Regions from separate parts of the Mus musculus genome. Here all the other regions are linked to region 1. Evidence: chromatin contacts called from public ChIA-PET, HiChIP or PLAC-seq and promoter capture Hi-C data. All regions are on one chromosome and are shown on one strand. The core of a region is the stretch at or near the end of the contact, and the rest is flanking DNA. Distances in the headings are between cores, read along the strand shown. Region 1 holds the start of H2-Ob (histocompatibility 2, O region beta locus). Region 2 holds the start of Atf6b (activating transcription factor 6 beta). Region 3 holds the start of Rnf5 (ring finger protein 5). Region 4 holds the start of Rgl2 (ral guanine nucleotide dissociation stimulator-like 2). Region 5 holds the start of AA388235 (expressed sequence AA388235).

Region 1 (5,955 bases), core at 1,249-3,748:
AAGGCTAAGTCAGACTCATGAAGGAACGTTTCGAGAGCATGTTCTGCTAAAGCAAGTAGATGTAAGGACACATAATGAAGAATTCTTGATCATGTATTGGTCCACTTTGCATTGTGTAGTTGAGCTGCATTTGTCAGGACTCCATAGAGAGAAATGCACCAAAAATCTCCTGGTGGTGTGCTGCAGGTTCTTGTTGCTTCCAAGGACTTGGGTTGATAGGCAGAGTGATGTCAGCCGAGACAGATGCATGTACTAAGGCAAGCCCTGTGGAGGAGACCTGATGTTTGGAGAGAGTATAAAAAGGACTCAACAGACAGCAATGGAGGCTGAGCTTGGCTTGCTGGTAGAGGTAGCTGTTCAACTCTTACTGATTTCGAGTCTTTGCTGACTTTTGCTTCATTGAGAGAGGCACAGCCAAGAACTTTTCATGGCATTCCTCCCGGTCCCTCATGCTGACTCAAGTCGAGGCTGAGGCCTGGCTGTCGCTGCTAGAACATATCACCGATGTTGTTAACTTGACTCAACCAGACTGCTGGTGTTTGCATGAAGTGTTTGTGAGTGGATCAAGCTGCTGCTGCTGACCTGTGAACTGAACTGCTGATTTCCAGACAACACAGAAGGGAGTTGCTCCAAAGAACCTTTCTACACAGGTCCATTTCCCTCATGTCCTTTCTTTTCCACTACCTCTGGAGGGTGGTGGGCTACAAGGGAGGTTAAAGTGTTTAAGGACCACCACTAAAAATAGGATTTGAGGAGGCTGGAGAGATGGCTCAGAGGTTAAGAGCAGTCAGTGCTCTTCCAGAGGTCCTGAGTTCAATTCCTAGCAACTACATGGTGGGGTGGCTCACAACCATCTGTAATGGGATCCGATGCCCTCTTCTGGTGTGTCTGATGACAGCTACAGTGTACTTATAAAAATAAAAAAATAGGATCTGAAAAAAATTAAAGTTATAATTACCTGCTACCTCTGTCTGCTACTGGCTATTTATTTATTCTATTTATTTTGCTTGCTATACATTTAATGAACACATTCATCTTGAATGAAAAGCACAGCTTTCATAGATTATCTTCTGGGCTGTACAGAACCAGCAGGTAGCTGGGTGATGTTATTACAAATCTTTGGCCATTGCTCACAATGTCTTGCTTAGATGCTAAAATGCATGTATACAAACATATCAATAGGATAAAATTCCATGCATAATATATACATCATTACATTATCTTGGTAAGTATACTGGCTAATTTTACTTTGTGCATGCATGCACGTGTATGTGCATGTGTGTGTGTGTGTGTGTGTGTGTGTGTGTGTGTGTGTGTGTGCTTGTCAACTTGACCTAAGCTAGGTCATCTGGGAAGAGGGAACCTCAATTGAGAAAATGTCCCCATCAGATTGTCTTAGGCAAGTCTAGAGGACATTTTCTTTTAATTGACTATTTATTGATGAGGAATGGCCTGGCCCACTGTGGGAGGTAGAGTCTTGGGCAGTTTAAGAAAGCAGGCTGAGCAAGCCATGTGGAGCAAGCCAGTAAGCAGCTCCCTTCTGCTTCAGTTCCTGCCTCGAGGTTCCTCCCTGAGCTCCTGCCCTGACCTCCCCCAGTGATGGAACATAAGCTGCTGTAAGGTGAAATAAGCCCTTTCCTTCAATAGCTTTCAGCCTCCTTCTAAGCTACTGTGAAGTAGCTTTGGCTGTGGTGGTCGTCACGGCAGCAGAAACCTGACCAAGGCAGCAGAGGTCAATTAATCGATTAATTTATACTTTTTCCCATAATATTTTCAGCACAGTGTCATTTATTATTATTATTATTATTATTATTATTATTATTATTATTATTATTATTATTGTCATTTTGAGCCAGGGTCTCACTCTGTAGCTCAGGCTACACTCGTTCTGCCAGCTAATGTGTTCTATAGAATCCCATCCCACCATCTTACTGACTTGGTCCCCAATGCTTCCTTCTATTCTGTCTTTATGAGTATATTTGCACGATTTTATTCTTTTGAGAATTATGCCTTCCTGTTTGTCTTTCTGTCTTTGTTTTCCTCTTCCCTCCTCTCCTTGCTTGGCATACAAGGCACAGCACAGCCTGTCTTCTGCTTTTGCTGACGAGCTGCCATCAACCCCCTTTAAGCTACAATCCACAAAGCTATTTACATAGTTCAGTACCCTCTGCAGTCAATGTCAGTCACTCTCTAGGAAGGGAGACCTGTTGGTCAGACTAATTCAGGGACCCTACTAAGTGAAGGCAGCAGAATACACAATAAACAACCTACTTTGTTCTAGGACCTCATACTCTGTAGACTTTTCTCTCCCGATGCTGGTCCATTTTCCCACATTTCAACAGCCAACACTGACTCTCCAGGTAACCAGTTCTTGGCTTTTATCACACAGTGTTAGCAAAGTGTTCTGCCTAGCAACAAATGATGCAAAGTCTTCGCTCTTGATTGGTTAACAGTGTGAAGGAGGCTGCATAATTACCTATCTATTTTTTTTTTCAGCTGTGTGGAAGACAGCTCTATTCTAAATAGGTGTATCAGTCTCTTCATTGCCCCTTTGTCCCCTCCAGAATGGGCGCTGGGAGGGCCCCCTGGGTGGTGGCTCTGTTGGTGAACCTCATGAGGCTGGATTCCTTCATGATTGAAGGCAGAGACTCCCCAGGTAAGAAGAGAGGGGTTTGATTCTGGGTGTGGTTTTCTGGAATTGGCACGGGGCTAACTCTCCCCATTCTCTGTGGACCAAAGTCTCAGACTAGAGTGGCTCTGACTTTAAAGAGTCCCCCCAGCCAGGTGGTGGTAGCACACGTCTTTAACCCCAGCACTCAGGAGGCAGAGGCAGGTGGATTTCTGAGTTTGAGGCCAGCCTGGTCTACAGAGTGAGTTCCAGGACAGCCAGGGCTACACAGAAAAAAACCCTGTCTTGACAAACCAAAAAAAAAAAAAAAGAGCCCCCCCCACCCCCCCACTGACCAGGAAGCTCATGCGCTCCTCAGCACCCACAAAGAACTGCCTGGAAAGGTCTTCTCACACCCAAGACACAGATACCAGGGGAGTGAGGAGGGGAGTGAGGGAGGGAGGGAGGAAGGAGACATTTTCCCCTGTTGGGCTCCTTGTGCATCAACATCAGACACTAGAACCTTGAAAGCCGGAGTCTGAGCAGCTGAGCTTTCTCTACGAGCATCTACTCCTTTTATGGCTTTCTGGTGAAATTGGAAATCACATCTCCAACTATTAAGCTCCTGGTTAGCGTTCAGCATCGTCCTGAGAAGTTTTGAGGTGTGAGTGAAGTTGAGAGCTCAGACAAGTTGAGTATGTTAGTTATCTTTGGCCTCAGGTTGCTGTGTACAGCTTGTTTTTTCACTGGGAGACGGGCTATGCAAACACCAGCGTTGCTAGACCATGAAAACTCAGGCTTGTGAGCAGAAAACAGGATGTGATATGCTAAGAAAAGACTCCCCTCTAACGCCAGTCTCATTAAATACAGAAGAGGAACAAGCCTAGGAGGGGCATCCGTTTTCTCGGAGAACAAAAACCGCTCTGAGTTTATCACGTCCATTTGACAAATGGGGAAAAAAAAAAACAGCACGGAGTTTTAGATGATGATGAAAACCCCATATACTTTCTCTTTAGCTTGTAAAGAGGGAACAGAGAAGGGTAGACATGCTGAGGGACTGGAGGCTGGCACCTCGTCTGAACTCAGTGGCCCTCAGAGGGGCCTGGATGGTCATGGAAGTCATTCTCAGGGGGTGGCTGAGCACTGCTGGAGGAGACTGCTGAGCTTAGGAATAAACAGACCCACAGCTCATTATCCTTCAAGTCGCAGCTTAGCCGCTTCATGGAGGTCTGCCTGCTTTATCATTTTCAAGCGCACAGAACTGAGCCACAGCACGCTGTCATCACAAGAAGTCTTTCTCTTCCTGTCCCGTCTCCTTCCTCTTCTTCCCCATGAATACCATTCCAAGTTTGCCTTCAACATGAGTGTAGTGTTCAGAAACATAGAATGGGCCGAAAGATGGCTCAGTGGTTAAAGCCACTTGCTGCCAAACCTGACAACTTGAGTTCAATCCCTAGGAACCACGTGTTAGATAAGGGGTGGGGGAGAATAACAGGGGAGGGGGAGGGGAGGACAGGGAAGATGGGGATGGGGGAGAAAGGAGGACACAGGGACTGTGGGGGACAGGGACAGGTACGAGGGGAACCAGGGACAGGGGGCACACAGGGGGTGAGGATGGGGAGACAAGGTGAGGGAGGGGTGGGGGAATAATGGGGAGGAAAGACAAGGGGGTTAGGGATGGGGATTGGGAAAACTGGGGTGGGGGACAGATGGGGGTGGGACATGACATGGGGACTGGGTGGGGACTGGGCTGTGGGGTAGGGGACAGGATGGAATGGGATAGACTTACTCCTGAAAACTGTTTTCCTTGTTCACATTTTAAATAAATGCCAATAAGCATTAAATGACATTAAGTGACTTTGTCTCTTAATGTCATTTAAGTGACTTTGTCTCTTAATGGTGGGCTTTTGAGAACGTTGCTATCTGACTTAGTGTGCCAGGTGCAGGCTTTCCCAGAGGTGCAGCTGGTTCCTAATCCTTTTATGGTTTCCAGAGAATTTTGTGATTCAGGCAAAGGCGGACTGTTACTTCACCAATGGTACAGAAAAGGTTCACTTGCTGGTCAGGTTCATCTTCAACCTGGAGGAGTATTTACACTTCGACAGTGACCTGGGGATGTTTGTGGCTCTGACGGAGCTGGGGGAACCTGATGCTGACCAGTGGAACAAACGCCTGGATCTCCTGGAGACGAGCAGAGCTGCTGTGAACATGGTCTGCAGGCAGAAGTACAAGCTGGGGGCCCCCTTCACTGTGGAGAGAAATGGTGGGTGACAATAAGATCTAGGGGTTCTCTGTGAGAACCTTGTAATAGGCATTTAAAAGGTTTTAAATTACAGCAATCATCTATCTGTCTGTCTATTATTTATTTGTGTGTGTTCCATGCATGCCATAGTGGAGGTTAGAGGACAATTTGAGGCAGTTGGGTCTCTCCTTCCATCATGAGGGTCCTAGAGAATGAACTCAGGTCATCAAGCTTGGGGGCCTGTGATTATACCCTGTCCTCAGCTGTGAATTGTTGGCTTAGAATTTTCAAAAGCTACTTTAATAATGGTTCTTAAGTGCTTCAACCTCCCTTCTAGCCCACCATCCACCATAGAGAGTGGAAAGGAAAGGTTGATAGGAAATAGGGGTTGTGGACCTGCTTAGAAATAGTTCTTTAGGGGCGATTCCAATCTTCGTTGTCAGCAGTCCACCCCTCTAGCATAGCATCAACACGAATCAACAGCTGCAGTCCAGTCCACTTGGCAATCACTGCTCATGAATTAGCAATGGCAATTTGATCCAGAAGAAACCGCATGGCTCTGCCAATTGGCCTGAGTCTACAGAGACAGGAAGAAGCTGCAAGAATATCACAAGTTCTTTACCAAGTTACTCTCTATGCAGTCATGTCAAGCGAAGATAAGTCATGCTATGCAAGGCAAACCAATATTAGGGTGTTGTCAGCAAAGACTAGTGAGGCACAGCAAGGCGAACCAATACCAGAGCCTCCTCCCACTGTCATTGGGGTCATATTTATGCTTTCTTCCACAAATCATGCTTTCTCTCACTTGTCTGCTTCAGCAAAACATCCTCTAACCTGTGTCAGCTTCAGCCAAGCATCCTTCCATCTGTCTGCTCTGGCAAAACATCATCTGACATAATGGAGTTTCCAAAGAAACCAGAAATTTCCACTTCCTCCTAAAACCTCAGAGTTCTCAGGGTCTTTGAGAACTGGTGTAGCCTTGAATACAGTGGGTGGCTGTGGGGTGACCTGGCAGAGTCTATGTCCTTCCTGTGGACATCCACACATGCTTCTCAGTCTATGGTGTTAGGTACCCACACTTCCAGCTTCTACTTGGCTAGTATGG
Region 2 (5,955 bases), core at 1,413-3,912, 410 kb after region 1:
ATAATAACAGGGGAGGGTCTGAAAGCAGCTAAAATCTCAGCCTTTACATTTGAACTGAAGCTCGAACTTAGGGTCTTTACGCATGCTTGGTAAAGCTCTCTACCACTGCTCTCTCTTCCTCAGCCCAAGTTTCCCATTTCTGGCCTTTTTACATTTTGACTAAACCAGTCAGCCAGATCTTTGTCAACCTCGGTTCGATTTGGCTAATTCTATTGCTTAGGTCTAGTCCGGTTGCTAAGGTATGGCGCTTCACGGTTGCTAGGGAAATGGCGTCACCATAGAGGCGGGACAAGGAACCTCTTCGTGCTCCTGATTGGCCGTCGTGTTAGGGACTAGCTTCTCCGTCTCTGAGGGCTCGAGAGCTGATAGAGACTCTCAGCTGCTCCCAGGCTGCCCTTCCAGGCCTCAACATCATACACAATGCAACAACTGTGACTTAGGCCGTCCTGCTATGCTCCTTGGTCTCTCAGGTACTTTTTGACCCGGTCAAGTGCCCATAGTTGGGGCGACTACCCGAACCATGGGGAATTACAGAATTTATAGTTCTAAACTAGACCTGGGTGGATTCTAGCTTGGGAAGGGGGGAAAAAAAGGAGAAACTTTTAGCACTACGAGGAGTCTTAACTAGGAATTCTGGAATTTACATGGTTTCGGTTTTTTGTTTGTTTGTTTGTTTGTTTTTTTCACCTGCTCAGGTCTGAACTACACTTGACCCATCACTTTCCAGACTAAACTGTTCTTTCCTTTATCTGTTGTGGAAGGGATCAGGAGATCCAATGGAGACCTCACCTATCAGCCCAATGAACGAGAAGAACACCGCTCAGCCGCAGCAGCGGGAAGAGAACGCCCAGCAAATCTTAAATACAGCCATTCCGTTTAGGCAGCGGTCCCCAGGTCTTCTCCCTGAAGCCCTGAAGGTGGGAGTGAGACCGGATCCAGCCAATCAAATTGTAGAGACTCAAGAGATTGAACATCCCGTGGCTGGATTTGAAGGTGACTCTGATCAATTTCAAGTCTCAACCAATGAGATGGCAGAGCACCTCCAAGCTTCTGATCTTTGGTACTGTCCTGATGGGAGTTTTGTAAAGAAGATCATAGTCCCTGGCCATGGCTTAGACAAACCCAAGCTAGGCTCCAAATGCCAAGTGTTGGCTTTGGGATTTCCTTTTGGATCTGGGATGCCAGAGGGCTGGACAGAACTAACCATAGGCATAGGACAATGGAGGGAAAAAATGTGGGGGGAACTCATGGAAAAATGCCTGGAGTCTATGCGTCAAGGTGAGGAGGCAAAGATTCACCTTCCTGGATCCTCTGCACCTCTTGCTAAACTCAGACTGGATTCCTTCACCAATGGCCGGGACTCCTGGGAGATGGAGGCTATGGAGAAGGAGGCTCTGGCCAAAGAAGAACACAGAAGGGGTACAGAACTGTTTCGAGCTGGGAACCCTCAAGGGGCTGCCCGATGCTATGGACGGGCTCTCCGACTGCTGCTGACGTTGCCCCCACCCGGCCCTCCCGAACGAACTACCCTTTATGCCAATCTGGCTGCCTGCCAGTTGCTGCTAGGACACCCCCAGTTGGCAGCCCAGAGCTGTGACCGAGTGCTGGAGCGGGAGCCGGGCCATTTAAAGGCCTTATACCGAAGGGGGGTTGCTCGGGCTGCCCTCGGGGACTTGGAAAAAGCCACTGCTGATTTCAAGAAAGTGCTAGCAGTAGATCCCAAAAACCGTGCAGCGAAAGAGGAGCTGGGGAAGGTGGTCATTCAGGGAAGGAAACAGGATGCAGGGCTGGCTCGGGGACTGCGCAAGATGTTTAGCTGATTAAAGGAGACAGGAACCCGCGAACTGTGGTCTGTGTTGTGGAATTTTCAAGGGCCCCGAAGGAAGTTGTTTGAACTCGTATCTCGTTCTGACCTACAGGGAGTTAGCGACGGTGTCAGTGAGCCACTTGGTGGAGGGAGTCCCGGGAAGCGTATCCACCTCCGAGGATAGGAGAGGTTGTCTATTTGGGACTGGCTGTGGCAAACGCCAGAACTTCCGGATGTCAGGGAGTTGCATCCCAGGGAGGTGGAGTTACAAGTGGTTGCGTGTCGCCAGGTGTGGGTGCTGAGAATGTAATCCAGACCCTTATAAGAGCAACAAGCACTTTCCTTTTGGGTGGGAGGGTTTGAGACAGGGCTTCTCTGTGTAACAACCCTGGCCGTCCTGGAGCACACTTTGTAGACCAGGCTGAGATCCGCCTGCCTCTGCCTCCTGAGTGCTGGGATTAAAGGCGTGCACCACTACCGCCTAGTCGCAATAAGCAATATTAAACTGCTGAGCCATCTCTTATCCTAAATGCTGGAACTTTGCTCATTCGTTTATTCATTAATAATTCATTCATTATGCGTGTGCCTTCATGAGTTTATGGGCACCACATGGGTGCAGATGTTTGCGGACAACTGCTCAAGCATGAACACTCTAGCCCAGATGCCGGAACCCTAAGTGCTAGGAACTACATTTCCCACAATGCTAGTTTCTGGGGCCTGTACGGCGCACGCACAGTCTCGCCTGGATCGGTAAAGCGGCTGACCCGTGCCATTGGCCCGGCATGCACAGTCATTGCTCCTTCGTGTCACGTGTTCACCAACTAAGCCTCTGACTGGTCATCAGGACTTCCGGGACGCCGGTTTTCCTCAGCGAGCTCATGGATTTGCCGCGGCCGGGAGGAGGCGGGCCGGGGAGCCGGCTCATGGTGGGGGGTGGGGGGAAGATGGCGGAGCTGATGCTCCTCAGTGAGATCGCCGACCCGACGCGCTTCTTCACCGACAACCTGCTGAGTCCGGAGGACTGGGGTGCGCGGAGTGGGGCCCCGGGGGAGGAGCGGGCTGAGGCTCGCCATGGGCCCGAGGCACGCGGGAAGGCAGCAGAGGGTGAACGAGGAAGGCTGGGCGGACGCCGAGCCCATCCTCCGAGGGAGAGCGCAGCGGGACTCGCGCTTCCCCGGGATGCGGGAGGAGGGAAGACCTTGGTCTCCCGTGGGAGCACGGGGCTGCCCGGGGTCAGGGGAGAGGGGCTGGACGCCTTAGGGTGTAAGGCTGAGCGAGTGGGCGGGCGGTGGGTCTGGCCCGGCCGAGCCAATGAGGGATGGAGCCGGGGCTGGCGTGCCACCCTCCTGACACGCGGGCCTCCATGCAGACAGCACCTTGTACAGTGGCCTGGATGAAGTGGCCGAGGAGCAGGCACAGTTGTTCCGTTGCGTGGAGCAGGATGTCCCGGTATTGCTACCTCAGAGTTTCTCTTATGACCCTTGGTGGTGGGAGGGCGACCCCAAACTTGGAGTCATTGCCAAGCCACAGAGCTCATCAGGGTGTCACCCCTGCTCATGTTAAACTCGAAAATTTCGAGGAGAAAGACCAGTTTCAAAAGTCCATTGGTCTAATTGGCTCAAGTTTTATTTTAGAGGCGCACCCGGGACTAGCCAACTAAGTCAGGATTTTAGAGAGCAGCCCCTTCTGGCCTTTTGGGATCCTTCTTATGGGGTACAGATAAAAGACTGACAGCTGTGTGTCTACAGGGGCGAGAATAGGTGGTTAGTGGTTGTTAGTAAAATACAACGAAAGCAAAAGAGAAACATTTTTTTCTGTAAACTATGGAGCCTTGACACAGTGGGCGTCTTAATTTGCAAGCTGTGTCGCTCCTGTTTTGCTGTCGTACTTTCTCACCTTCCTGCCCGCTAATATGTCCCACTGCTTAGTTTGACAGCAGCTCTCTGGATGTGGGGATGGATGTCAGCCCCCCTGAGCCCCCTTGGGACCCTCTACCCATCTTCCCAGGTAAGGCGCCCTTAGGATTCCCCTCATCTTTCCAAATGCCCTTCTCTTCCCACTGCTTCCCAGAAACTAACATCCCTGTGTGCTCCTCCCTGTGATCCCTGGGGTGTTGTCTGCCCTTACTCTCCTGCCCCACCTCAGCACCACGCTACAGGCAATGCTAGGCTCTGCTCCTCCGTTACTCATTTCTGCAGTGTTGGTTTGGCACAGGCAAGACATGGTCTCAGCCCCGAGCCTCGTCCCCAGCCTCCCTGCTTACCTCGGAACTTTTCTCCCCCCCAGATCTTCAGGTGAAGTCCGAGCCATCCTCTCCCTGCTCGTCCTCCTCCCTCAGCTCAGAGTCCTCACATCTTTCCACAGAGCCCCCCAGCCAGGTGAGAGCCATCTCCCCTCTGGTTCTCTGTGGCTCCTCTCATAGGTGCTGAGGTACTGTTTGTGTGCTGTGAGTCATGAGGCGGGTGGCAGTCTCTTTTTAGTCACCGTCCCCTCGCTTTCTGCCCTTCTGGTCTGGTTGTATAGAAGGGAAGACAGGGGCCTTTTGAACATGCAGAGAGACGGCAGGTGAAGGGCTTGGGAAAACAGTTGATGAACGGCTGAGACTTTGCAAACTGTTCTTGCCCAGGCCTCCCACTGTAATTCGATATTTGTGATCATGAGAAGATAATCGAACAAAGAGCCTGGGCAGGCTAGGCGGCGTGTCAGGACCACTTAGCGCAGGGCACATTTGTTTGGAGGGCTGGAAGCTCTGGGGTCTTCGTTCTTACTCTTCTTGGTTTCTTTCCCTCATTCCTTCCACCTCCCTGCACCACCCTGCCTCTCACAGGTCCCTGGTGTAGGCGAGGTGCTGCATGTGAAGATGGAGTCCCTGGCACCCCCACTCTGCCTGCTGGGGGATGATCCAGCATCCCCCTTTGAAACGGTCCAGATCACTGTGGGCTCTGCCTCTGATGATCTTTCAGGTAATCACAGCTTGTCACTGACCTTGTGCCTGCCAGGGTCCAGGTGGGGGTGGTGCACATCTTGAACCCCAGCACTCGGGAGGCAGAGGCCAGAGTACAGAGAGAAACAACCTCCAAATAAAAAAGGAAGTGAAACCATAGAAACAATAGTACTGAAAGCGAGGACGTGAGAAGTGTTGTGCCAGCACACGGGAGGCAGGCCGGCCTGGTCTACACACTGAGTTCCAGGACAGCCAGGGCTGCACAGAGAGACCCTGTGATGAAAAGCAAAAACACAAAAACGAAAGAAACAAACCAAAAATAAAATAAGAGCAAAACCCTCCAGAGGGGAGGGGGCTGGAGAGACGGCTCGGTGGTTAAGGGTACTCACTGGCCGCTCTCCCAGAGGACCCAGGTTCAATTGCCAGTGCCACGTGGTGGCCCACAAGTGTCTATGCCTCTAGTTCAGGGGGTCGTCTTCTGGCCTTGTGCACTTCCAAATGCGTCTGCGCATGAAATAAAGACCTCTGTGTGAGCTCTGTGACTGCTGAGCTGCCTTGGCTCGGAAGCCTGCCCCATCGGTGCACAGGGTCTGTGAGAGAGAAGTAAAGACGGAAGGGGAGAAGGCAGCATGTGTGCGTGTGTGTGTGTGTGTGTGTGTGTGTGTGTGTGTGACAAGTTAGGGAAGCTGCTGAAGTGAGAGGAGGGTCGAGGTGGGAGGAGCCTTAGAGCCTTAGTCAGCTCACAGTCTCTCCTGAGATGCCTGCACTATGGCGTCCAAGTAAAAGGAGGACTAACCCTCGTCTCCCTTCATCTTCAGTATTTATCTGCCAGCCAACTGCTGCTGCTTTTATGATTTGTTTATTTTATGTGTTGGGTAATTTGCCTGCACATGCACAATGTGTGTGCTCGATGCCTCCAGAGATCAGGAGAGGGCATTACTGACAGCTGTTAGCAACCATGAGGACTCTGGGGTCAGTCTTCTGTAAGAGCAGTGAGTTCTGTCTACCAGCGAGCATCTCCTCAGCTCCTGTAGCCAGCACTGGTGTCTTCTTCCTGCCCCCTCAGATATCCAGACCAAGCTGGAACCTGCCTCTCCGTCTTCTTCTGTCCACTCTGAGGCCTCCTTGCTGTCAGCAGACTCTCCCAGTCAGGTGACACACCTTGCTCTCCTGAGCATCCTTCTCCAGGGGTGCGGGAAGCTCT
Region 3 (5,955 bases), core at 1,324-3,823, 360 kb after region 1:
TGCATCCTTGGGGGCCTTGCAGGGGAGGAGCTCATCCTATGCCTCCCACCATACCAGGCTGGTCAGAGTGGCACTGTCCTGGAGGGAGAGACTGGGGAGACTTCCCAGCAACGTGTTTCACCTTTATTTTTATTTTTATTATTATTATTATTATTTGAATTTGTAATTAAAGGAGGTAGTGAGGGATGGAAAGAGACACTTCAAGAGTCAAAATTCATATTAGACAGTGGGTAGAGAAAAATTAAATTAAGTCAAGTAGAGGAGTTGGGGAGAGCCCACCTTTAAACACCAAATCAAGAAATCTGGGGGAAAGCAAAGGATTGGTAGAACTGGACACCTGTCTGTCTGTCCGTCCTCCAGGCTGACAGTGTCTGTGCTACTGGGCCAGCAGTACACAGCAGCAGGCACTCCCATCTTAAGCAGACTGGTCACTCCTCGCCATGCCCTCCCAAGAGAGAGGCCTCAGCAGACAGAGATGGGTCATGGAAGTAAGGGGGTGGTCCAAAAGCAAGGAAAGGCCAGCACAGGACTCCCAATACTGATTCTCCTCTAGCTGGAGGTGGGCAGGGAGGAGACAGAGCTCAAATACTGAGCAGCCAGAAAAAGAAAAAGATGGCGAGGAACAGGAATAGGGAATCTTGCCAGCTGGAGGCTGGGTGACCCTGTCCCAGATCCACACCTGTAAGGGAAAAGAAAGCTTCAGAAACATGTAGGGCCAGGAGAGGGCGCGGGGAGACTTGGGAAAATCCTTACCTGCGCCTCTTCTGAAAGGTTCATGGGCATTGAACACGGTGGTGAAAAAGCCAAAGGGGAAGGCACCGACACCAAAGGAGAAGTGGAATCCCCCGGCATCACCAAATGGCTGGAACCCCTAGGGAGGCAGGGAAGATGAGGGAAGCCCATAGGCTTGGGCAAAGGAGGGACACGGCTGGACAAGGAGACTCACCCCTCTGCTCTCTGGAGCTGGTCGCTGGCCCTGAGGGCGGGGTGGAGTTTTCAATCTGAGAGGAAGGAGAGAGGCAGGCAGCACCTTTCACACCCTGTCTCGGGATGGGACAGAAGCCTGCAGCTCCCCTCAGCATCGTGTTGGGTCTCACCTGGGATCCTGTGGCTTCTGGCTCCCTCGCCCATAAAGAGGGACGACCTTCTCCCTGCTGATGCCAGCTTTACACACCGGGCATTCTTGCCGGTCTGGCCGGGTCTCCAGCCACTGCAAAGGAAATATGAAGTGTTTTCAAGTACAAAGAGCATCTCGGAGCTCCTTGACCCTCCCTGTTTCCCAGTCCACCTCATGAACACATACCTGGTGAAGACAGGGCCAACTGGATGAAAAACAAACAAAAAGCACACGTCAAACTACAGAAGAGAGCTGCAGACCCCAGAACATGGAAGCCCACCCACCACCTGTCTCCCAGGCACTGCTGCTCTACTGCTCCATTTCTCTCCATATTCCCAACAGCTTCTAGCATACTTGCTAACTTGACTTTTCCAGCTTCTTGCCTTTGATACTTGACATTTAAAGGTACTCACATTGGGTCCTCAACATCCTCCACACATTTGATCCTTTTCTCTCTTCCGGTGTCTCCTCTCTGTCTCTCCCTGTCTGTCTCCCTCTACACACACACACACACACACACACACACCTTCAACCTCCCCCTTTCTGCCTCCGAACTTGACTTCCCAATTCAACAGGTTTCCTTTCAGCCTGAACTCCATTCTTGCTCCTAATCCTCCAGACTCCCATGGTTTTCAGACACCCACATTGTTCCTCTCCTCCTTACTTCAAGCTCAGTAAAACCCCTCTCTCCATGACCCTTCACCCTCTCCATCTTGTCCTTACACAATGCCATTGTCTTCAGGTTTGACAAATCACCCCCTCCCACATCTCATCTTAATATGACCCACATCTAGGTCCATAGTCCCTAGATCTTCCCTCCTCCTCCGACAGGCACATCCCCTAAACTGAAAAGTCTCTCATCTATTTTATCTCAACACCTGGGTAGGTCTAACGGGGTACTGTGGTTCAGGTCTCGAATGGAGGAATATGCAGCGTCCCCCATTTCCCATTCCTCCTCATAACATACCATGCACCAGCTCATAGGACCCTCCCTGGAAAGATATCTCATTTGCACAGATGTGACCCTTCCCGCACCCCCACCCCATCTACATACATCAGCAAAGACACAAGTCCTCACTTTAGGCCTCCCCTACGTGTATGTGGGGAGGTGGGGTGGGACATATGCCCTCTGGTCATCTGAAAAAAACTGCATGGTCCCCGCTCTCGGCCTCCCCAGCACAAAGACGAACCCCGCCGCCTCACCCCAAGCCCCTGACTCGGATTCTCACCAATACAGGTGGCCACACACGCTGACCACAGCTTCGCGAGCTGTCTCCAGACATATATTACATTCGAAGGTCGCGCTCGCCCCGCCCCGCTCGCGATTTGGCCCTTCGGGGCCCCCGTCTTCTTCCTCCGCTGCTGCCATGGCAAGTTCTGCTTCGCCCCCACGTAGCCCTCAGTACCCCCAGGCACACACACATATACACTAACACAGGGCACACACACAGGCACACACACACTCACGCCCCAACAAAGCAGGTCCGCCTTCGGCCCAGGATCGTTGGGCAAACTTCAAGTTTTTCTCATCATTATTGGTCGAGGTACCTGCCAATCATATAGAATTCAAAGGACACGATTGATCCAAAGAGTGGGGGCGGAAAAAGGTGTGTGTGGGGCCCCTACCCTTGCACGATGATGATTGGCTGATAGGGCTTCAGTAACTATGCACTGCCGAGGGATTGGTCATAATGAGCTAGGCCTGTGTTGTCACTCAGCTAAAGAGGCTTTGATTCGTCAGTTCAGCTGCCAGTCATAACCAAAGCTCAGAAGGGATTGGCTCAGGCCTACAGAACTCGCCCACCATAAGCCTCTTTTTTTCCTTCTCTTCCTCTTTCTTAGAAGGTCCGGGTTCCTATTGGACTTTAGAGCGAATGGTTCCAAATCAAATGATTGGCTGGCATGACACGGAAGAATGAGCATGCGCAATAAGCGGGGGGGGGGGGCGTGGAATAGGCCAACCCAGACGAAGGCGGTGTCGACTCCAGTCCCGCCCCTTCACTCGCTCTCTCTCGTCACCATGGCAACCCCTCCGCTATTGGCGGGGCCTTAGGTTCAAAGGCCTCGACTCGGCCTTATCCGGGTCTTTCCGCCCGGACTCTCTCCGCTTGATTGGGCGGTTTACTCCGCCGCTGATTGGCCGAGATCTGGAGAGACGGTGCAGAGCTAAGGGGGGAGGGGGAAGGGCAGAAGTACCAGGGTCGCAGGGTTCAAGATGGCTCCGGCCTCCTTGGGTGACGTAGAGGGAAGACCTTGGGTCCGCCCCTCCCTCTCGGAGAAGCGGGGAGCAGAGCTGGGGTTAGCCCGACGCGTGGATGGTGCGGCCGTCGGTCTGTGGCGCCGGTGTTAACCCCACTCTCTCGGTTGGACGACTTAGCCTCTCTAGGTGATTCTCACAGCAGGACCGAGCCAAAGGCCCACCGTTGTAATGTGACACAGCAGACCACAGTGGACCCCCACTCCGTCCTAAACCTTACAAGCAGAAAAGGACTGGTTCCACCCTCTTGGGAGTGGGCGCCCAAAGGACAGAGGCCGACCCCTAGGTGACCCGCCGTAGAATGGGGTAGATCCGCCCCTTCCTTGTAGTTTGCCCTGCATAGATTTGGATCTTTTTCCTGGCTGGACGGCTGGCAGCTAGGGCCTTTCCAGCACTCAGTGACCCTCACTATGGCCCAAGGCCCAGAATTAGGTAACAGTCCTCGCATTCGCAAGGGCTCTTCACCAAGCCATGTAAATCACCCAGGGCAAAGGTGTCCATGGGCGGGAGACGAGAACACGCTAGCTAAGGATTATTCAATACCTTGATAAAGGACCTGTGTGACTGAGGAATAAAGAAAGGTGAGAAGCTGGGACTCTCTATAGGAGGAGGTACGGAGAAGCGAGGATCTGGAGTATTGAAGAGGTTTAGATGCAGAATAGGCGAATAGGAGGTAGGAACGATGGACTCGTCCAGAGTGTGAAGAGGGAAGTAGGGTTTGGCCAGTTAGATACGCGGCACATCCCACCATTTTATCACCCTTAGGAAGCAGTGTTTTATTGCTCGAATTCCATCGAAAGGACTTAGCTTCTTACAGGTCTCAGCTATAGCCTCAAACTCGGATACTCTTGCCCGAGGCTCTCATGTACTGCTGTTAACAAGCATACACCACCAAAAGCCAGCGGCCAGATCGTGTGTGTGTGTGTGGGGGGGGGGGGAGTGGTTGGCTCAGATTGGGTGAATGAAGAACTAGGAAAGTACTAAGTAGGAAAACAAGGTTGAAAGGGAGAGAAGGTCAGAGGGCTCCTTTATCTTTAAAGACTAAAGGTGGGTGGAGGAGATGGAGACCCGGGACAAAGGGCAAGTGGACAGAAAGCTGGAGAGCTATTCAGGGAAAGCCCGAGGCCTGAGCAGAAAAAGGTGAGCCTACTGCTTGAATTCAGAAGGTACTTCATAAACGTTTGTGATTGAATGGGAGACAGGAAAGGCAGGAGGAAGTGTTTGGGGATCCTAGAGTTACATAGCGCTGGGGTTCAAAGAAAGGCAACGGGTTCAGAGAGCGTGCGAGCGAAGCTAGACGGGGCAGAGGAATAGAGCAGCGAGGGAGCCGGGGTCACCGGTGCTGAAACCGGTGGCCCGAGCGATGAGGCTGACCGAGGCCGCGAGCGCCACTGAGCTCCCTGGGGCGGGGCCAGCGAGAGGCCCGGCAGGCATGGGGAGGAGATGCGGGTCTCTGAAGAGGCGATTGGCGAGGCCCGCTGCCCATCATAGACCCCCACTTCCTGGCCAGCCCCGGAAGTCAGCAGGCGCTGGGAGGGGTGGGGGAGATAGCGGCGGCAGTAGCCCCGACCCTCAGAGAGCCGGCAGGGAGGGAGGGAGGGTGTCGGGGGTACTGCCCCCCACCATTCCTACCGATATGGGCCCAGCTTCCCACTCCCACCACCCCTCCATCGGCCGGGGCTAGGACATCCCCAAATCCTGTCGCCCCCTTGGCACCGACACCGAGACAGAGATACAGCCAGCCGCCACCACCGTTGCCGCAGCCTGGCTGGGGAGGGGGCCCGTCCCCCAGGCTCCCCGCCCCATTGAGGTGTGGGCGGGAAGGGGGTGGGAGGCTGTGGGAGGAGGGGGCCGAGAGGCACGGGGATGGGGAGAGATGGGGCCGGGAGGGCCGGCTGGGGACAGGGTTGCTGGGGAGAGGGGCCTGAGCGGAAGAATGGGAGCGACGAAGGCTGGGAACAGGCTCCGAGGTTGGGGGCCTTGCTCAGAGTGCAGAGGCGGGCGAGAGGAGGGATGGGAACTCGGAATTTGGGACGGGGGTGTGGACAAGGGGACGAGTCTTGAAAAGGGGATTCCCTTCGGGTTTCCCAGCCCTTCTGCTGCTTTTTGGCCCCACATGACTTCTGGGTGGCGGTGAGAAGGCCAGGACTGCTTCCTAGGAATTGCTGTCAGGCACCCGCTAACCTCTCACACGGAAGCAGCACTGATCTGGAAGCGGCCTTCCACCCAGAGCCCCTCACTAGCACACGAGTGGCCTGTGGGAGGTCCGGCGCCTTGGATAGGATGCCCGGCTTCTGTGCAGCCCTGTGCTGTGCTTTCCATGGGCTGTAGAGAATGACGTTTAAAACCCCATCAGAATGGCTATCCGCTTTCACGCCCATTGCCCCAAGTTCAGTTTGTGACACGCTCCAGGGTCAAATCTGTGTGAGGACTTGGTATGTTTCACCTGTTGGGTGTTTCCGTGCGGCCTACCTGCCCTGGGGCTTCCCGTTTGCCTTAGCTTGGTCCCTCAGCCTCACAGGTGTTCAGTTCCAGAGGGTGCAGGGTTCTTCTGCCTGTGGGGTTCAGTGGTTCAGCCCTG
Region 4 (5,955 bases), core at 2,363-4,862, 310 kb before region 1:
CTGTCGGGTGTACCACTCTAGCCTGCCAGCATCGGGGCGCAGTGCTGACGTCACCCTGGAGGTGGCAGGTAATCGCCTGGGGAACATCAGAACCAGGGTGGGCCTCAGGAAACACCAAACTCACGCGCACCGCTTCCGTTTGCCAGGCTTCTCAGGGCCCTCCATCGAGGACGGCATCGGCCTGTTCCTGTCTGCTTTTCTCCTCCTCGGACTCCTCAAGGTGCTAGGCTGGCTGGGTAGGTGTGAGGCCTGCCCCCACAGGACATACCCTGCCCACTCTCTGAAGTCTCACCCACCCCTTCCTTCGTTGGGCATGCCCACATCTCATCCCTCTCTCTTCCCCAGTAGCTGCCTACTGGACCATTCCTGAAGTCTCAAAGGAGAAGGCCACAGCTGCCAGCCTGACCATTCCCAGGAACTCAAAGGTAACAGGGTTCCATTTCTGGGGCTTTGCCGCCTCCTGCTGGTTATTCCTGGGAGGAATGGTGGCTGCAGTGGCAGGTGTCCGCTTCACACACACCTGGTCTAAATTCTTCCTCAGTGTAGCTCACCTCAGACTTTTGACCTCTATCTGTTTCCCTAGGAGTAGTGATTTTTAAAAATTATGCAGGTGGTTCTGTCCATTAGAGATGTAAATCACACATAAATTGAAAGAATTGGTAGCTATATGAAAAAAAGAAAAAACCAGGTGTGTTGGCAGTGCTTCCAGGCCAGGCCAGGCCTAACACTTCAGAGCCCTGTGCAGAATCCTGAGTTCAAGGCTGCTACACAGAAACCTTGGCTCATGGGGGAGAGAGGAGTTAAATGAAACAGGTAAAATTTAATCACACATTTTATTAAGTTTCTGTTGATACAGGTCTCATGTAGCTCAGGCTGCCCTCAAGCTTGCTACATATTTGAGGATGACACTCCCCCTCCCTCCTGCCTTGGCTTTTTGAGACAGGGTTTCTCTGTGTAGCCCTGGCTGTCCTGGAACTCACTCTATAGACCAGGCTGGCCTCGAACTCAGAAATCCACCTGCCTCTGCCTCCCGAGTGCTGGGATTAAAGGCGTGTGTCACCACTGCCCGGCTTAGAAGTTACATTTATTTGTGTGGGACTGTGTATACCACAGCAGACATGTGGGGGTCAAAAAACAATTTGTGGGACTTGGTTTTCTCCTTCTACCCCATGGGTCTTGGGGATCACACTCAGAACGGCAAGTACCTTTACCCCCTGGGCTACCCCACTAGCCCGTCTTTCTTCCTCTTAAAGATTTTCCCCTATGTGTGCATATGAATGTGTGTGGTGTGTTACCACACATAAGGTTGGATGTCAGAGGACAACTCTTGGGACCAGTTTTCTCCTACAACCTTGTACGATCCTGGATCAAACTCAGACCAGTGATTGAGTCTGCCTGCTGAGTGTCTCCCAGCATAAGTTTTTAAAGTGCAGAAGACAATCAGAATTTATTACAGGGTAAAGTGGGATACCATCAAAGCATGAGAATAGGCAGCAAAGAGACTGTATGGAGGGAAAGGCTCCTAAAGTGTGACAGGGAGTGGCCTGGGAGACCACTGTGCGGCAGTGGCCAAGTCCGGCTCTGACCTATCCAGGCAATGTAAACATGTAGACAACATAAGGACTTCCAAAGCTCAGAGCACAGCCCAGGGGTGGGGTTTGCTTGGATTCTCAGCTGACCCACTGGGTCTTCTGGAAGACTCAGGAGCGAGGACACTCATGACCATGTCTGGCCGGTGGGAAATGACAGCCCCAGCCTGCTCCCACGCCTGTAACTGTGAGAATGTTTCTACATTAACTGGGAGAAACTCACTTCCCTCCCAACACTTCCAATTCCCCACTTCTTTCTTCTCTTGCAGAAGTCACAGTAAAGAAGTTCTCGTCTGTGGAAGCCACCCTCATCTCTGGCCCAGATGACTCCAGTAGCCCCTGCCCCAGAACAACAGCCTTCTTCTCTTCTTCTCCCTCCATTGAATAGCTCGGATTTTTTTTTTTAAGGTTTTTTTGTTTGTTTCAATCTTTCTTGTTTTGTTCTTGTTTTTAGACAAGGTCTCTCTATGTAGCCTTGGCTGGCTGTCCTGAACCCTCACCAAGCCAACCAGGCTGGCCTCGAAGTCCCAGAGATCCACCTGTCCCTCTGCCTCGGAGTGACAAACGGCACTGGACACCATGCCTAGAGGTCTTTTTTTTTTTTGGTTTTTGGAGACAGGATTTCTCTGTATAGTCCCGGCTGTCCTGGAACTCACTCTGTAGACCAGGCTGGCCTCGAACTCAGAAATCCGCCTGCCTCTGCCTCCCAGGTGCTGGGATTAAAGGCGTGCGCCACCACCGCTGGACTCGAACTAAACTTTTAAGATGAGAAAAAAGCGAGACTTAGCGCCACACTCATTTGATGCCCACAGTCGGGAGGCAGAGGCAGTGGATCTCTGACATTTCCATGCCAGCCTGATCTACAAATAGGGAGTTTCAGGTCAGTCGGGGTTACTTGGCGGGGCTTTGTTGAGAGAACTAAATATAAGAACACACATGCGTAGAGTCCCAGGGTTGAGAAGAACCAGTGTATGCGCCAGAGAGGCGGGTTCATAACCTGTGGCTCACAACCCCCTTTAAGTCCATCGGAAATACCAGACATTAGGATTCACAACAGTAGTAAAGGCAGTTACGAAGTAGCAAAGAAAATAATTTTACAACTTGAACTGCGTTAATGTTAAGAAGGTTGAGAACCACTGGCCAGGGGATTAGGACGAAAGGTCTTCATAGCATCTTAAGATTCTAGAGACCTCAGGGACAGCCCACAGCAGTAGTCTAGAGACGGAAAGGTCCATGTGTCTCCCTCGCGGACTAAAGCCTACCTCTCCAGCTCTCCATTCCTACCACAGCTTTTCTTTTGCCTGGTCCACCTTTACCATCTCCGGGCCTGGTGGGTCTCGGCCCTTTACGAATGTCCCCGTGTGGTTCGTCCTCTCCTGTTCGCCGGTCCTCGTGAGCTAATAAAGTCTTTCCGAGTTTCCATGCGGGCCTCTCATTCTCCCGTTTCCAAGCACAGCCAACCTCGGTCACCTCCCGGTCCTCGTCTCGCACCCGGGAGACGACATAGCCACCGTGGGAACCGCGCGCGCTCGGGCGCACGGTGAGAGCCGGACGCCCGGAGCGACGGACCCGAGTGGAACCGGAAGCGCCGCACTAGCCGGCTTCCGCCCCCTCCCCGCGAGTGGGCGGGCATAAGGGCGGCACAGAAAACCCGGCGCGGATTCGCTCCGTTGCACTCGTGCCGGGGCGGCAGTGTCATTCTCGAGCTGCAGTAACGGGGTCGCGCCACTGCTAGGGCACTTTCCTCGGCAGTTGCAGCGCCGCTCTGGTTAGAAAAAGTGACTTAAAATTCCGTGTTTGCCTTCCTGTGGAGGCTTGAGACAGGACCCTGGTCTCCAGCGTGTCTGCTGCGAGACGCGGGCTTCAGAGCCACCGAGTGGGGCTGCAAGGGACAGCGGAGTAGTGCACCTGCAGCCTGCGTCCCAGCCCCTGGCGTCCAGCACTCCCCTAGTCGCTCTCCCTGGCTCCTGTCCTCACTTCCTTCCCTTTTTGGCTCCTGCTGTCGGGCGGACGCGGGGAGGGGGGAAGCGGAAAGGGCGGGAGGGCCCGGGAGCCCGGCGGGGTGCAGGAGGGGGGCATCGCGGAAAAGCCGGGGAGGGGACTCGGTAGAGGGCCAGAGACCGACAAGAACAGAGGCCCGGGACCCGCGCGCAGCCCTCGCCCTTCCCGAGCAGGTCAGAGCCGGAGCACCGGGTGACCCTGCCCATTCCGCACTAGTTAGCCCCCAAGTCCCAAGCAAGCACCGAGGGCTTGGGTTTCCCCACTCCCGTATCTCCCTCCCCCAGCCTTCCTCAGGGACTCCCACCTAGGTCCCTTCTTGTCCGTCTCCCCCACGCCCGTCTGACTCCACCCAATCCCACCCGTCTCTCCCCAGGCGCCCCCATGGCCCGACCCCGCTGATTGCTTCTCTCGGCCATGCTCCCGCGGCCCCTGCGGCTGCTTTTGGACACGACCCCCCCCGGGGGAGTCGTGCTGAGCAGCTTCCGGAGCCGGGACCCCGAAGAGGGTGGGGACCCAGGTGGCCGGGCCGTGGGCGGGGGGCAGGAGGAAGAGGATGAGGAAGAAGAAGAGGTGAGACGCGGGTGGCGGGAGGCAGGGCATTAAATATTTCTGAGACTCTCCTCCTTTCGGTGTCTCTGGGTCCCTCGGTCTCTTCCTCCCCGCCTCACTCGCATCCCGCCCGCCACACTCTCTCTGGATATCTGTCCCCTGGCTGCGGGTCCTGGTGTCTATGAAGTTCGCCCTGTCTGTCTGCTCGGAACCTGCCCGTAGGAACCTGCCGGAACCAGAATGGCTGGCTGGCAGACGGGCTGACTGTGCCTGCGGGGCTCAGGCCCTCTTTGCCCATACCTGCTTAGACGGGTGCCACTGGGCAGTTGTATCTTGGTCCCTGTCTCCCTCCTCGTTTTTTGTTTGGCTGGGAGGGGTTTGTTTCCACAGTAACCAGCTCCTCAGACTCTAGGATTGGGGAGGGAACCCTCAGATTTCGCCGCCTCTTCCCCCACCCCCTGGTGCTCAATAGAGGGCAGCAAGCCAAGAGGTTCCGGCACCTGGAGAGATGATCCCGGGATAGGTAGAGCGTGGTCATCTTCGTCCAAAGAGACTGATAGGATGTAGTCCGCAGCAAGATTTAGGGATTCAGGAGGGTCCAGAAGTTAGATTCGGAGCCCGAGGATCCAGACTCCTGGGCCCCGACATTGGTAAAGTTAGGGTGACTAGCAAGGCTGGTTTTTCGGGATCGGTCGGGGGAGGGGCTAGGGCCACATGACTCTGAGTCTACCGCCCCCCCCCCCCATCATCCTTACTTCCCCTTCTTGTAACTGGGATTGGAGCCGCCACCTTCAGGGGGTCCCCAGTGCTGAGATTAAGTGGAAGCTGTATTGGGGACCTGGGGAAAAGGAGTCTCTGCGGAAGGACTAAATTTGGGCTCCTCTGGTTCTGTCAGGGAGGGCGGGCCTTGTGAAGTTTCAGCTTCTCTCTGCTTCAGGTCTCTCTTCCTTTGGCTTTGTGCCTCTTCGGGCGCGCTCTGCTCCTGACTTTGCGCCCTGCTTTTCTGCGTTGGGCTCAGCTGTGGGACAAGGGGGGTTGGAGGTGGCCAGAAGAGGGGTTCCTGCATTCAGTTGAAACCCTCACTGCAACCTCTTCCATCCCACCGAGCTCTGAGGTGGCCGGGGGGGCTGTCTGAGCCCCAGGGTGGGGTAGACCTGGGGTCACCAGTACCCTCTACCCCTCGCACTCGCTGGTATTGTCCCCCGCCATCACAGGTGAGGGGTGCAGAGGGAGGAACAGGGCCTGGGGACAATGGCTGGGGACTGGAGGTGCTGTGGAACTCACTTCCTCTTCTTGCTCCTCCAGGCTTCTGTGTCAGTCTGGGACGAGGAGGAGGATGGTGCGACCTTTACTGTCACAAGCCGCCAGTACAGGCCTCTTGACCCCTTGGTGAGATCACGACTTTGAGGTCTTGCCTCTCGGTTTTTAATTTAATATTTATTTATTTATTTTCCGGAACATTAGGTTGAAGAAGTTCTGGTAGTGTGAAGGTAGTTCTGTGTTGTGTGATTTAAGCCATTTCTGAACCGGGGCAGAAATAAGCTAGATCTGGATTATCCCAGATGTCTAGCAGTCAGATTGAGGAGGCCCGTCGGTGAGACACCCTCCATGTTCTCCAGGCTCCCTTGCCTCCACCTCGCTCCTCCCGACGGCTCCGCGCTGGCACTCTGGAGGCCCTGGTCAGACACCTCTTGGATGCCAGGACAGCAGGGGCTGACATGATGTTCACTCCGGCCTTGCTGGCCACCCACCGGGCCTTCACCTCCACTCCTGCCCTGTTTGGGCTTGTGGCTGACAGGTCAGGGGCCAAGGGTTA
Region 5 (5,955 bases), core at 2,270-4,769, 260 kb before region 1:
CTGCCAGTACCCACGGAGGAGGCGCCCGTCGGACCCCACCTCACAGCCAGACATCCGCTGGTAAGTGTGAGAGCCTGCGGGACCCCGCGGTCAGCACCCCCTGACCCCCCTCCCGTGTTCTGCCGGACCCGACCACTAGCGGACACCTACAAACTGAAAGGGACCAGTGCTGGGTTGTGGTTCTGCTCCCGAACCTCGGACTTGGGGCCCGGGAACTTTCCATCTCAGGTCTCCTTGTCCGGACATGGAGGGGTTGTGACATCCGACCCTGGGTCACCCACCGCCCTCGCTCTGGTTGTAATAGCCGCGCAGGGTCCTCAGGTTCACTCGAGAAATCTGCTCCGTGTTCTTGGCGACCTGTGTCTCCCGCTCCCAATACTCCGGCCCCTCCTGCTCCATCCATGGCGCGCGCGGTTCCATCCTCGGATTCTCCGCGTCGCTGTCGAAGCGCACGAACTGCGTGTCGTCCACGTAGCCGACAGCGATGAACCGGGGCTCCCCGAGGCCGGGCCGGGACATGGCGGTGTGGAAATACCGCAGCGAGTGTGAGCCTGGGGGCGGAAAGCGGTGAGACCCCGACTTCCTCCCAGGACCACGGGCGGGTGCGCGGGCTGGGAGGGGAGCAGGACGCGGGGCTGGAGACGCTGGTGGAGATCGGGTGAAAGATCAGATAAGCCACACAGGGACGAGGCTACCCCGGTGTTGGCCCCGCCCCTCCCCGCAGAGGCTGTTTCCCTCCCGACCCCGCACTCACCCGCACAGGTCTGAGTCGGGGCCAGGGCGGCCTCCAGCAGCAGGAGCACTGTGCGCCAAGCCATCCAATCCTATCTGGGATCCGGGGCATCTGAGTTCTGCTAGCTGTGTGGACTTTGCCTCCGCGAAGCTGGTTGGTTCCCCAGGAACGCGCCACCCATTGGGTGTGAGACCTGTAGGCGTGTCATCAGTGTCCTGACAGAAGCGCCTGACCCAGGTTAGGAGCAGAAGTGAAACTGACCAGATGGGGAATCCCCAGCCCTGGGCTTCCCCAGCCCTGACCTCATACACTGGAGACTAGGACTTTGCCTGAACCCTGTGCTGTGGAGTCTCTAAGTCCTGATCCAGAAGCTGTCAGGACACCAGGAGAGACTCTCAGGCCAGACTCTCTATGTCCTCTCCTCCACCCTTCCTCTTCCTTCTTCTCTTCAGAAGTCACACCCTAGTGTCTTCTAGAAGAAAAGCCACTTCCGGGAATACAATGGGGACACAAGCGCTTGGGGACGCAGTGGAGAGAGGTTTCTCCTTAAAGCAGAGGCGCTGGCCTGCAAGCCCACACGGACCCCACAGAGACCAGGCTCTGTTCACCTGCAAGGGGTGGTTCACACTGCCAAGCCTGAGTGCAGGACTCTCATCTGTTAAGTGTAGACTTTGCTCTCCCCTTAGGATTTGTCTTCTCAGCCTCAGGGTTAGAGGCTTCTGAGATTGTCCAAGTGGATTGTCGTTGTCTCAGCACAGGAGACCCCCTTGTCCACTGAAGAGAGACCCCTGTGCAGACCACAGACAGCAGGGCACTGATCGCTGTCTCCACTGCACTTCTCTGTGTCTGCACGTCCAAGGTACATTTGTTTTAGTGACTTAATCACAGTAGGAGAGGAGCTGTCACCGACTATACCACAGAAAAAGGATGATAGTGTGGTAGAAGTTATGTAATTTCTGACCCTCTCCCTCCCTCCCTGACCTTCACTCACACTTAAGAGCTGATGAGGTGAGAGACATGAATGTCACAGCTGTGTGGGACACTGGATCTGATAACTGAGTTGGCCCCAGAGTTCCTCACGCCTGTGCAGTGTGGACACTGGAAGAAAGATGATCCTCATGCCAGAGAGCACACACTGGTGTTTCGAGGTTTCACCCCTGATCAGTGATATTGGGAAAGATTAAGTTTACACAGGTTTTGGTTGTGTGGAGTTTGACCTGACCTCTCCCCCGTTTCCCTGAGAACTTGATGCTCTTAGGTTTCATCCTGACTAGGGAAGCAACTGGCCTTAAGCAGCTCCACAGAAGGATCTGTCTCTGTTACTTTTCTTCTGTTTTATCCTGTTTTTATAAGGCAAGGTGGGTCTCCACAGATGACCATGTTCATCAGGCTGGCCTTGAACTCACAGAGTTCGCCTGTCTGCTGGGATTAATGGCCTGTGTCATCACACTTGGCTTTCGTTACTTTTCTACGACTATAAGACGTTGGGACCCCATCAAGTTGTGAATGTTTTTAATCTGTTCTCTACTTTCAGAGAATGTGAATCCATGACGGCAGAGGAAAGACATGGTACAAGAACAGTGTAAGCTCACACATCTATCTGCATACCAAAGGAGAGACACTGGGAACAGTGGGAGTCGCTCCTCCCCACCCTCCCATCAGTGCTTCATTGGCTTGCTCTCTCATGAGGTCACAGCTCAGTGGGTCAGCCATGTCCCTGCACTCACACTGGTCCTTGCTGTCTTCTGAGAGCACTGTCAGAAAGCACAGGTGTCGATCACACGTTGGCTTGTTCCAGTGGCAGTCGAGAGTTGTAGGCGTAGGACACAGTGTTCAAGGCGTCCTTGTAACGGTCCATGCATATGGTGATGCATTCCTGCTCAGAGTTGTCCAAGGAGCCCCAGGCTTCCTGATGCACTTCCTGAAACGCCTGTCAGTCATCTTGAGCAGCTCCTGCTCATGCGCAATGGCGGTCTGCACGTTCACCTGCTCTATAATGGTCCCTGGTCCAGCTTTCCGCAACCTACGCCATTAAAGTCCAGCCAGACCACAGGCACAGCCAAACGCAGGTGCCTGGAGCCTGGAAATGTTTAAAACCTCAATGCCCAGCCCAGTGACACTTCTCCAACCAAGCCACACCTCCAATCTTTCTCAAGAGTTCCATCTGCTGGATATGAAGGATTCATTCCTATGAGCCCGTGTGGCTGTTCTCATTCAAACCAGCATAGCGTTCACTATGAAATGGAAGAGACCAGCAGGGTTCTGCAGATGTGTCCAGTGCAATCTGACAGAGATACCCTCCAACAGGGGACTCTGCGGAGTTAGGTCTCCCCCTTTGCCTCTGTCCCCTCCTGCTCAGCCCCTCTCTGTCTCTGTCCTCAGGCCTCTCCCCATCAGTGCCCAGCTCCCCTCCCTCCTGAGCTATGCACTGACACTGTCTCTTCCTGGGCCTCTAGTTTCTCTCATGTGCTCAGCAGCAGGCTGTGGATCAGCTGTGTGGTTTTGATGTGAACATTCCAGTGGTGGCTGGAGAGATGGCTCAGAGCTGAGAGCACGTGTTCCTTGTTGGGAGCCGCCCCACATTCGCTGTCACAAGGTGGCGCTGACATCCTGTGTTCTAAGTGGTAAACAAATAATCTGCGCATGTGCCAGGGTACTCCTCCCCCCATGTACTCTGCCTTCCCCGTGACTACAACTCGGCCATGGGCTGCAGCCAATCAGGGAGTGATGCATCCTAGCAAAAATATAGTTCTCCTTAAAGAGGGAGGGGGTTTCCGCCATCTCTCTCTCGCTGGCATCTCTCTGGCTCTGCGCGCCTTGCGCTCTCTCGCTGCCTAAAGATGTAACAATAGGACTCGGCGCTCTGGCGCGCCCTCGCTCTCCCGCGCGCTCTGGCGCTCTGGCCCCATAAAGATGTAAGCAATAAAGCTTTGCCGCAGAAGATTCTGGTTGTTGTGTTCTTCCTGGCCGGGTGTGAGAGAACGCGTTTGTAACAGTTCCTGTTGCAGAGGATCCAGGGTGAGTTCCATCAGCACATGGTGGCTGTCAACCATCTGCAACTTCAGTTCCCAGGGATCGAATGCTAGTGCTAGTGCACATACATATTCACATACAAAAATGATTACATCTCATGACAATAAAATTTTAAAAATATGATTTGAAAAATACTCCTTCTCTTTCTCCTACACATCCAGAGTGTGAGGACAGGAGTGGAGGGCACAGGAATGTTTGGACATCACTGTCCCACCAGCCAATGAAGAGCGCTCTGTAACAGGACAGGAAAAGATGGTTGAAATAGAGTGTATTGAAATGACAATTTGTCAAAAAGCATAAAATTAAAAATACAGATGATATTTCATTTTATGAACCTACCATGCCCAGTGGGTCACAGCCTCATCCCAGGAAGAAGACACAGTGTGTGCTCATCTTTGCACTTGAGCTGATGTGAGTTTTTGATTCCCTATGAACAAGATAAATTCGACTCAGACGTTTGAATGCTAATTTGTAACAGCCCATGACATCCCAACATCCAGAGCATTCCTGCAGAGAAAGGTGTCCCCTTTCCCATCTTCCCTCCCACTGCAGACCCTCCAGAGTCTCACCTGTTGAAGATGAAAGAGAAGCATCGCATTCTTGGGCAACAGCGCCGCCTGGTGGAAGAAACAAAGAGGACAGCGTCTGAACCCACAGAGCTGAGGGTAAAGGGGATCCAGGCTGCTGAGCTGCCCCAGGGCCTCCTTCCTATCTGCACTTCTCCAGGGCTCTCAGGTCTCAGGCCGCCCTGCTCTCATCAAACTACATCCAGAAGAACTTTACGTGCTTTTCCAGCCGTGGGAAGAAAACTCCCTGTAAGAGGGGAGGCAGGAGGCAGAGCCATGGGTGCTAAAAGGAGCTGCAAAGCCCCAGAGAGCAGTTCCAGAACTCGGACAGGGACCATGGTGATGATTCTTTGATGTCAGCTACATGTGGGGTTAACTAAAACCTCAAAATGGAGGGCAGCATCTGTGAGGTGTTTTTGCTTAATTTGAAGTGTGAAAATCAATTTCTGATCCTTTTCTTTGAGGTAGGAAGACACAGGTGTAAACCAGAATATTTGAGCAGGAGCCCCTCCCACTTTTTGCTCTGGGCCATGACTTCTGCTGGAAGCCTACATGAAGACCTGGAAGAAGGAAAGGCTTGCTCTGTGTCTGCTTGCTCTTCTGGTTTCTACAGTTGCTGATTCAGGCATGGTGTTTCCCTACTGAGAGGACTGGACTGTACCTGCTGGTTCCTGTATGGGGTCTGCTGGCCAAGAAGTCTGGACTGAAGCTGTTGATTCGTATTTGGTGTTTGCCATGGGACTGAACTGCTGACAAAGAAAATTGAGCTTGCCCCCCAAAAGCTATTGTTAAACAGGTCCACTTCCCCCATATCTAAATAACTTTTCTCTTCCACTACCTCTTCTGGATTGTGAGCAAAAGGAGAGGCTAAACATTTTGTTATTATTATTTATTATTATTACCATTATTATTATTATTAAAACTATCTTTCTTTCTCCCCCTCTTTCTTTCTTTCTTTCTTTCTTTCTTTCTTTCTTTCTTTCTTTCTCTCTCTCTCTCTTTCTTTCTTTTTTCGAGACAGGGTTCTCTGTATAGCCCTGACTGTCCTGGAACTCACTTTGTAGACCAGCTGGCCTCAAACTCAGACGTCTGCCTGCCTCTGCCTCCCAAGGGCTTGGATTAAAGGCGTGTGCCACCAATGCCTGGCCAGATAGTAGAGAAAGAACGACTGAGAGAAAAAGAGAGAGAGAAACCCCAGAATCTAATCTCCTTCCCTTTGTTTGCTCCATGACCAGAACCTTTAAGATCTTGTGACCACTGCTACTTATTCTACACCCACTCAACAACCACATACCTACCACCCCACTCTTGGGAATGAGGGCTTAGTGTGTATAAAATTGTTTCCCGCTTTCTGGGAATGATGATATCTCTCAGGGGCACCAAGGCAATGAGGATAATGGTCAAGTCCTAAGAAAGCAAGCTGTAACATTTGCTGTGCATTCGCTGTGTGCTAGGAAGGTGCAGGGCTTAGCTGAATCCTTGGGTGGGGCAGTCTTTGAGGCTGCAAGATTAGCTATTTTGAAGTTGTTCTGGATGCATAATTTTGAGGGGCCAGCCATTAAGGCAGTTTGAGGTTGGATCATTTAGGCTATTTGTCTTGTCTTCTTTGGTGTCTGGTCCTTT

Evidence for each region. Promoter capture Hi-C pulls out the DNA fragments that hold promoters and counts their contacts. ChIA-PET counts read pairs in DNA pulled down with a chosen protein or histone mark. HiChIP or PLAC-seq counts read pairs in DNA pulled down with a chosen protein or histone mark.
Region 2: a contact with region 1 is called in an H3K4me3 HiChIP or PLAC-seq map of bone marrow-derived macrophages, with 4 times the contacts expected there. The contact joins the promoter of Atf6b here to the promoter of H2-Ob in region 1. A contact is called at or near these places in 3 of 39 promoter capture datasets (the C10 cell line, the HPC-7 cell line and liver), 2 of 115 datasets of contacts at active chromatin or transcription factors (bone marrow-derived macrophages and microglia) and 1 of 9 other capture datasets (liver).
Region 3: a contact with region 1 is called in an RNA polymerase II ChIA-PET map of memory CD8 T cells, with 13 read pairs. The contact joins the promoter of Rnf5 here to the promoter of H2-Ob in region 1. A contact is called at or near these places in 10 of 39 promoter capture datasets (the 3T3-L1 cell line, 3T3-L1-derived adipocytes, the C10 cell line and 4 more), 5 of 484 Hi-C or Micro-C datasets (B cells, bone marrow-derived macrophages, cortical neurons and 1 more), 6 of 115 datasets of contacts at active chromatin or transcription factors (acute myeloid leukemia, bone marrow-derived macrophages, large pre-B cells and 2 more) and 3 of 9 other capture datasets (adipose tissue, macrophages and pancreatic islet).
Region 4: a promoter capture Hi-C map of pre-B cells shows a contact between it and region 1, with 3 times the contacts expected there. The contact joins the promoter of Rgl2 here to the promoter of H2-Ob in region 1. A contact is called at or near these places in 1 of 39 promoter capture datasets (pre-B cells) and 1 of 9 other capture datasets (liver).
Region 5: an RNA polymerase II ChIA-PET map of memory CD8 T cells shows a contact between it and region 1, with 413 read pairs. The contact joins the promoter of AA388235 here to the promoter of H2-Ob in region 1. A contact is called at or near these places in 1 of 15 datasets of contacts at CTCF or cohesin (pro-B cells), 1 of 484 Hi-C or Micro-C datasets (large pre-B cells), 1 of 115 datasets of contacts at active chromatin or transcription factors (memory CD8 T cells) and 1 of 9 other capture datasets (liver).

The regions. Positions count from the first base shown.
Region 1 is chr17:34,236,407-34,242,361 of GRCm38.p6, forward strand. H2-Ob (histocompatibility 2, O region beta locus) reads left to right here and starts at 2,499. Exons shown (of 6, transcript NM_010389.3): 1 at 2,499-2,656; 2 at 4,602-4,871. The coding sequence starts at 2,566.
Region 2 is chr17:34,644,484-34,650,438 of GRCm38.p6, forward strand. Atf6b (activating transcription factor 6 beta) reads left to right here and starts at 2,663. Exons shown (of 18, transcript NM_017406.4): 1 at 2,663-2,833; 2 at 3,177-3,256; 3 at 3,736-3,814; 4 at 4,094-4,185; 5 at 4,635-4,770; 6 at 5,818-5,903. The coding sequence starts at 2,731. It overlaps Fkbpl (FK506 binding protein-like), which reads left to right and starts at 331. Exons shown (of 2, transcript NM_019873.3): 1 at 331-470; 2 at 762-2,334. The coding sequence starts at 777. The coding sequence ends at 1,820.
Region 3 is chr17:34,600,988-34,606,942 of GRCm38.p6, forward strand. It overlaps Rnf5 (ring finger protein 5), which reads right to left and starts at 2,574. Exons shown (of 6, transcript NM_019403.3): 1 at 2,347-2,574; 2 at 1,304-1,322; 3 at 1,098-1,210; 4 at 947-1,001; 5 at 754-871; 6 at 112-679. The coding sequence starts at 2,486. The coding sequence ends at 582. Agpat1 (1-acylglycerol-3-phosphate O-acyltransferase 1 (lysophosphatidic acid acyltransferase, alpha)) reads left to right here and starts at 4,874. Exons shown (of 7, transcript NM_001163379.1): 1 at 4,874-5,184.
Region 4 is chr17:33,926,282-33,932,236 of GRCm38.p6, forward strand. Rgl2 (ral guanine nucleotide dissociation stimulator-like 2) reads left to right here and starts at 3,613. Exons shown (of 18, transcript NM_009059.2): 1 at 3,613-3,763; 2 at 3,964-4,160; 3 at 5,445-5,528; 4 at 5,759-5,937. The coding sequence starts at 4,005. Tapbp (TAP binding protein) reads left to right here. Exons shown (of 8, transcript NM_009318.2): 5 at 1-68; 6 at 147-236; 7 at 349-425; 8 at 1,859-3,009. The coding sequence ends at 1,870.
Region 5 is chr17:33,977,973-33,983,927 of GRCm38.p6, forward strand. AA388235 (expressed sequence AA388235) reads left to right here and starts at 3,520. Exons shown (of 1, transcript NR_033305.1): 1 at 3,520-5,955. It also overlaps the pseudogene H2-K2.